Linked DNA regions of Pan troglodytes: region 1 is linked to region 2. The links are chromatin contacts, called in public Hi-C maps. All regions are on one chromosome and are shown on one strand. Each heading gives the region's core, a stretch centred on a gene start, on an enhancer-like site or on the middle of the called end of the contact. The rest is flanking DNA. Distances are from core to core; before and after follow the strand shown. Region 1 has its middle 43 kb from the start of ETS1. Region 2 has its middle 300 kb from the start of ETS1.

Evidence for each region. A called contact is a pair of places that touch in the nucleus more often than the background predicts.
Region 1: a contact with region 2 is called in a Hi-C map of a lymphoblastoid cell line, with 9 times the contacts expected there. The contact joins two enhancer-like sites. A contact is called at or near these places in 5 of 7 Hi-C or Micro-C datasets (blood, induced pluripotent stem cells, a lymphoblastoid cell line and 1 more) and 1 of 1 other capture datasets (stem cell-derived neural stem cells).

What each region holds. Positions count from the first base shown.
Region 1 is chr9:130,562,012-130,565,700 of NHGRI_mPanTro3-v2.0_pri, forward strand. No RefSeq gene overlaps it. Among named protein-coding and RNA genes, the nearest start is that of ETS1, 43 kb to the left of the region's middle. Within about 2 kb of position 1,455, at least 1 of the 24 cell types and tissues checked has an H3K27ac peak or open chromatin away from gene starts, as enhancers often do. A contact at or near this core is called in a lymphoblastoid cell line, where this site is marked.
Region 2 is chr9:130,222,273-130,225,759 of NHGRI_mPanTro3-v2.0_pri, forward strand. No RefSeq gene overlaps it. Among named protein-coding and RNA genes, the nearest start is that of ETS1, 300 kb to the right of the region's middle. Within about 2 kb of position 1,744, at least 3 of the 24 cell types and tissues checked have an H3K27ac peak or open chromatin away from gene starts, as enhancers often do. A contact at or near this core is called in a lymphoblastoid cell line, where this site is marked.

The DNA of each region.
Region 1 (3,689 bases), core at 205-2,704, 340 kb after region 2:
CCTTCTACTTTTGCTTCCTACTCCTAGTTTTCCCCCTCCCACAAAGAAAAGAGTTCTAAACCAGATCACATTAAGACCTTAGGGATGAAAGTAGCCATCCCCTTCTGAAGGTGTTTGCATTCTACAGAATGGAAGAATTCTGGCCAGGGCTGCAGCAGGTAATGGTGAGCATGAAGCCAGGAAGGCTAAGATCAAAATCGGGGACCCTGGGGGAGATTGGAGGGGACTTCTGAGTGTACCTCACATTCCATCAGATAGGCCCTAATCATTTTGCCAAAGGGAGGGATTTGAGGGGATCATAGCAAAGATTCTCTTATCAGGACAGCCCCAGGAAGCCCTGCAAAGGTGAGGAGAGACAGCCAATGAAGGATGAAGCTGTGTGAATTTTAGCTTCAGCCCCAGGTTCTGCTCAGCAAAAGTTGAAGATCTGGTCATTTATAGATTCCTGGACTTAAATCAAAAGAGCCAGAACCTCAACATAGCGACTCCAGGAGCTAGGTGACACTGAAGTCACCTTACCCCTCCATATCCTGTAAAACAGGGATGATCACAAGAGAAAGTTGTGGAGCTGAAATGGGCTGAGGTACTTGAAGGCTTTTTCACTCAGAGATGGTCAGAAGACATTTGCCAGATGATTTCCAGATGTGTCAGAATGAGGAGCACTCTCTTTTGAGCAGGATAGCTCTCTCCCACATTTAATGTATGCCTGAGAGGAGAGAGAGAGACAAAGAATGATCAGACTGTACACCATTTGTGGACAAAGGGTCATCATGGGGCTTTGACAATTCTCCAAGAGCACTGGTTCCACATAGAAGCTGGCTTCACAGGCTGGCATTGGGATTAGGCCAGAGGTCAGATAGTAGGTGTGGCAAGGCCCCAGGTGGGCTAAGGCTGGCCATGGAGACAGGTGGGCTTTCCTGTTGAATGCTTCCAGGGAAGTCACGCCGTCTGGAACCTCAGATTTGGCAAATCAGCAAAGGAAAATTGGTCGCAATTATTTTCCAGGGCTTCCATGCTCTCCGATGTGTTAGATCCTTGTTAGCATTAACCAGAGTTAAACATTTGTTTTATTCTGTTGATGGAGAGACAGGTTTTAGAACACCTTCCCTGACAAGGTTAAGGTTGCAGGTTCTGAAAATTATCTCCGGTCTCCAAAGTTTTTGTATTTCAGTGTCTTTGGTGCTTTTTTGTTTTGTTCTATTTTGAAGTAACTTTATAGTTTTTGTTTGTTGTTTTTTTTTTAAGTACAGGTATGTTGAGCACAGAAAAAAAAAAAAAAACATTGCAATAACCTTGACTTCTGAAAAGTCCTCTCATTCTTCCAGGGGAGGAATTTTGTTTTTTAGGAACTGTTTTTTCATAAAGACAAAAGTCTTAGCAGTTTGGATTTCGGCCTTTGAGTTTTTCTTTTCATCATGTGTAATTTCAAATTGTCCTGAGGTCCTTCCTCCTGGAACCTAGCGAATACAGCTCAATGGCGCCCCCTGAAGGCCAACGTAGAGGGGTACAGTAAAAGAGGATAAAATGAGGAACCTCCAGCCCTCCCTATCCCACCAGCCAAGACAAACCACCATCTAGGCCCAAAGGCAGGTTAGCGTGTGGCAAAACCCAATAGCTGCATTCAAAACCCAGTTCTGACAACAACAAGCTATTTCTGCATGTTCCCACATAGTTGAGAAGAGATTGAGCTTTGGCATAAAACAGGTCAAAGGCCTTGGATTGAATTCCAGCACAGACAAGTTACTTAATCTCTCTAACTCACTTTCTCTTTCTGTATAATGTAGAATACAAAGTAATTTTTTTTATTGCTTACTATGTGCAGGCTTTGTCCTAAGTGTTTAGGATGTGTTAGCTCATTTAGTTCTCGCTAAAACCCTCTAGTTTGTGTGCTATTAGTACCCACTTTGTACAAATAAGAAAACTAGGGCCTGGAGTGAGTCAGAAGGCTTCACAGCTGCTAACTGAAAAAAACAGGGCTGAACGCATGTGGTGCAGTCCGGAGCCTGGACTCACCACCACATGTCACACTGATGCCCATACTTACCAGGTGGGACCACCGTGAGGACTAGAAAGAGAAATGTCAACCACGTAGCCCTGGACTGGCGCAGAATAAATGCCCAACAAATAATAGCCGTAATTATTCCCATTCTTGGTCGACCACATTAATAAAAGCTACCATAGAGGCAGGGAATCAGTAAGAAGAGATGACTAAGAGGATGCTTACTGCATGTAGGAAAATCAGTTAATGCTCGTGTGACTGGCTTATTTCCCTTTGCATACTGTCCTTCAGGTCCATCCATGTTGTCACATATGGCACGATTTTCATTTTTTTTAAGGCCGAGTAATATTCCACTGTCTGTATCCACCCATTTTCTTTATTCACCCATTGATGAACATTTAGGTTGTTTCCACATCTTAGCTCATCTTGACAGTGCTACAATGAACATGAGCATGTTAATATTTCTCCAAGATCATGATTTCAATTCTTTTGGATAAATACCTACAAGTGGAATGGCTGGATCCTATATTAGTTCTGTTTTCCTCTTTTTGAGGAACCTCCCTGCTGTTTTCCATAGCGGCTATACCATTTTACATTCCTACCGTCTGCGCCAGAGTTCGAATTTCTCCACATCCTCACCAACACTTTTTATCTTTTGTTCTTTTGATAACAGCCATCCTCACTAGTGTAAGGTGATATCTCATTATGGGGAAAAATTATATGAAAAGGAAGCATCAAATTAATGGGCAAGAAAACCAGTACATAGTATTTGGACAGTTGGCATATTACTTAAAAATTATGTATGAATCCAAAAAATTAACTAACTCTTACTATAAATTATTAGTATTCTGATTGTTGACATTAACCTGTAACAATAGGAGAAAAAGTTAGTTCAGGAATCACTTCCCAATTACATCTGTTACAAATGCAAGGAGAAACAAATACAAGGAGAAACTCCTTTGCATACAATATTTTAAAGAAAAAGACAGATGAGTTTTGGGATGCGAGGAGAGGGGCAAGAAACTGTCTTCTGTGTGGAGAGGGATCTTGAAACATATCTTCCAATGGGAGGCCAAATGCAGGGGGGCATTGCTTTCAAGAAACTAAAGGTGCTGAGTGTCTCCCAGGATAGCAGTTAATGAGCATGAGCTGGGTTTTCAAGAAGTCTGAATCTATTCAACTACGAAGTAGCTTCCTTCAACTGTAGCAGCCTTGAGAACTTGTGTTCTGCACCTACAGAGACCCCTTCTGCCCAAATACTGGTGGTGCAATGCAGCCAACCGCTGCATCTCCCAAAAGATGCCGGGAAAGAGGCAGACACCCAAACCCACCCTGGGCCTGGGCAGACCCCTCTAGCCTCTGACAAGTCCGGGCACTGCTAAGACCTTCACATGCACACCTAGGGCCCCTGCATTATTCAGCAAGCTCTTCCCAGGCTCCCATCTGGCATCAGGCATGGTGCTGGGAGCTGCTGGGCACACGGATGAGCAGGTGGTGCCCCTTTTCCATCAGCTACCCAGAGCCAGCTGCAGGACAGCGCCGAGAGCACATGCCTATAATGTGGGGCAGAGGGTCACACCGAGGACTCTCCCAGAGGGGAGTTATTTGAGCTGCTCTGGAGCAATGCAGACAAGAGGGTACAGAGCACAGAGGCCTGGGGTGGGGACTCCCAGGGACCAGGAGAGGCATG
Region 2 (3,487 bases), core at 494-2,993:
TCCACTGCCACCACCACCGGGGCCACCACCACCAGTGGCTATCTCTTGCCTGCTATGATCCAAGATTCAGCTAAATGCAAGAGCTGGCACTGAGAGCTCTCCATGGTCCCTGCACTTTGTTCATGCTGACATAGTTACTCCCTTGCTCACTACCTTGTGTTAGTGTCTTCATAACATTATCACTATCAGGAATACTCATGTATTTGTTGCTATGTACCATCTGTCTCTGTTGTACACATATACCAGAATACAAGTTACTTGACGATAGGAATTTATCATTGTTTGCTATTGATCCCCAAGGCCTACGCCACAGTTTAGGTGTGCTATAATTGTTGAAAAATATAAACAGAAAAAAAGAAAGAATAAAATCTCTCTCATTCCCAGTACCTCTCCTTAAGTCAGTGGTTTTAAACCAGGAACAATGTTGCCCTCAGGGTAACATAGTATATAGGTCTTCCTTTCTACTGCAGCAAAGGAAAACAGACCAATGCTTCAGGGAAATTAGCACCGACATGTTCTTGGTGACGATCCACTTTAGAGGACAAAAAGTATCATGTACTACTCATGTGCCACAGGGAAACCAGCATTCTAGTCTCCCCATCAGTAGTTGCTGAAAGTTGGATAAGCTGTGGGCAGAAACATACAAAAATGGTGAATGTGAATACAGAGAAAAGGGCGGTCAGAGACGAGGCTGTTACTCTGGAAAACCAACCAGTCCTTCCGCAAAAGAACTCGTAATGAATCAAGTGTCAGTTTAGCTGAACTCTTTGTGAATGGAATGCTTTCTGTTGAATGAATGCAGTTCTGTCATGTGCAAAGTCTGACTCAAAATGAGCTGAGATATGAGCATGATTTAACTGATTGATGACTTCAAGCGTTTTCCCTCTGGTCACCCACAGTCGTTTTGGTTTTAGTCTGCAGCTCAGTAACACCCAGGTTGCAGGAGAAATCCAGTCATTTATGATATGACTAGATCATTGTCCATTGACTATTTTCCACACTGATAAGCTCTGCTAATCAGAGGACTAATGTCTTCAGGCCAGTGACAATCTTTTCATTTACAGTTTTCTTCCAATCAGAGAAATGGGGCTGGATTGTAGAATCCTGGAATTGAGAAGGAAGGTCTACAAAAAGTCATTTCATTTTGTTCTGTTGTCATTTTGTGATTGTACCAAATTCACTAAGAAATATAATGATTAGAAATACGATTACAACTTTCAAAGAGAGACACACTTTGATGCCTCTTAGTAAGGTGTTTCTGGTCTCTCAAGTCTTACAATCAGAAGGCTTTATGTTGTTTTGTTCTGTTTTCTTGCCAACATTAGACTCACAAGTCCCTCTTCTAATTTGTTCTTCCCTATCCCATCCACTTATTTAGGAAAGTGATACATAGTACAAAATTACATGTAGGTCTTCTGTAGGGAATAAGTTTTATGTAATCAAAGATATCCAGCAGTTTTACTATAACATCTCTTTTTCAAAATAGAATTTTATTCATCAACCCTTGCAGGGATAAGACAATGATGCAGAGAGTTTGTCCTATTAGTCTTAACACATGTTTGTACCTGTAAACTTAGGATTAAATCTGTCCTTACTTGGCATCAAACTAGAAGCCTAAATGTCAAGTAAAATTGAGTTATCTCAAATATCCCGGCCATTATAGAATATGGTTATTAGTCTGGGTCAAGGCAGTGTCATGTCTTCTAAAATCATGCCGCTAGAGGGAGTAAAACCCAGCAGTCTGCAAACCATCCCAGGCCAAAAGAGCAACGTTGTCTGTTTCACCTTTCTCTTTAAACAAATGATCCTCAGCTTGGTTGCCCCAGAAAAACACCAGCATCTGGTGAGTGGTGTTTATTCTGAGGTTACTCTTTCTAAAAATAGTTTTCTGAAAACTCGCCCTGGTCGGCTGGGAAGCACACAGGCGGAGTGGCGAGCCAGTGAGTGGGAGGCTCTCCTGCAGCGGGGGCACCTTAGAGGCTGGTCGTGTGGGCCAAGAATGCACTCGAAGAGCAGGAACAGAGTTTGCAAGGGGGGCTGCCGGTGTCCACGGGAACCGTGGCAGGCCAGACACACCCATCCCTGGAGAAGCAGAAGGTCGGCTAGGAGCTATGAACATCCTTGCTGAGCCCCAGAAGTGAGGAGCAACAGGGGAGGAAGGAGGCTCCTATCTTGAAGCTGTTGGGCACCTACGCAAGTGGCACAGGGAGGGGCAGGGTGTTGGCTCCGAGTGAGAGATTTGCTTAAGCCAGATGGTGGCCGATGAAGGAGGCCCAGGCAACCCCTTCTGGTCTTCCAGACAACACCACAGGTTTGTGTGGGTTGGCGGGGTGCTATCTGTCTGTCCATCCACAAGCACATGCCAGAAAGAAGAGGATGGAGGAGGTCAAGATTTTGGGGGGTTCTCATCATTTTCCCTTTCCAAGTTTCATCCTTATCCATGCTTCTAATCACATGGAGACCATTACCACTGGGGGAGTCATTTCCATTTTTCTTTAGATTCCATTCTAAAATCCCCTAAAGACCTAAAGTAAAGAACGTCAGCAGTGGCATTTCTATTCCTCTGAAGGGTATTTTAGACAATAATTTTGGATAGCCCCACACTGCATGAAGCAGGGAACTGCATGCCCTTCCTGCTCGGGAGCCCAGCCCTGCCTCCAGCAGCTCCAGCTTCCTTTCCTCTCTGTCATGGTGCTGCCTTATGATGAGCAAGAAGTTAGACCCGACTGGCCCTCGGCAAGCTGGGGCTTCTAAGAGAAGAAGGGCTGGGCTGCCCCCTGCAAGTCCTGGATAATGCCACTCAGGGAACGGGAGAAGCTGATGCGCAAAATATGCCATACCCCGCTGCTTTCTTCTCACTCAGACTCCAAGTCAGGTCGGAAGCAGCTCTTCCAGACCTCCCCCAAGGCAAGTTGCTAGAGGATAAGGCTTTTATGTGTTTCCTGAGAAATGTGTGGGAGAATCCAGCCTCCCTGGATATTGGAGAAGTCCTCTATCTGGAACTGCAGTGTTACTGCTGATCCAGCCTCCCTGGATATTGGAGAAGTCCCCTATCTCGAACTGCAGTGTTACTGCTGATCCAGCCTCCCTGGATATTGGAGAAGTCCCCTATCTGGAATTGCAGTGTTACTGCTGAAACATGTAGTTTCTGAGCCTTTGTGTTAAGGCAGAAAAAAATAGCAAACTTGGTATTAGGAGAATTCTGAGTTCTCATGTTTGCTCTATTCACAGCAAACTCTGATTTCAGACAATTCATTGCACTTCTCCAGGCCTCAGTTTCTTTGTCTATAAAATAAGAATGTTAGACAAGACTTTCTGTGATGGCTTTTCTGGTTCAAAATGTCCATGATTTCTGTCTGGTGAATGTACATGGGGTTTTATTGTTGTTCGTTTTTTGTTTTTTCTTTAACTATGTCTAGCCTACTACCCCACCTAAAAGTCAATAGAGAGAGCTCTGGGGTAAAGTGCATGCCAACCTCAGAGTGCA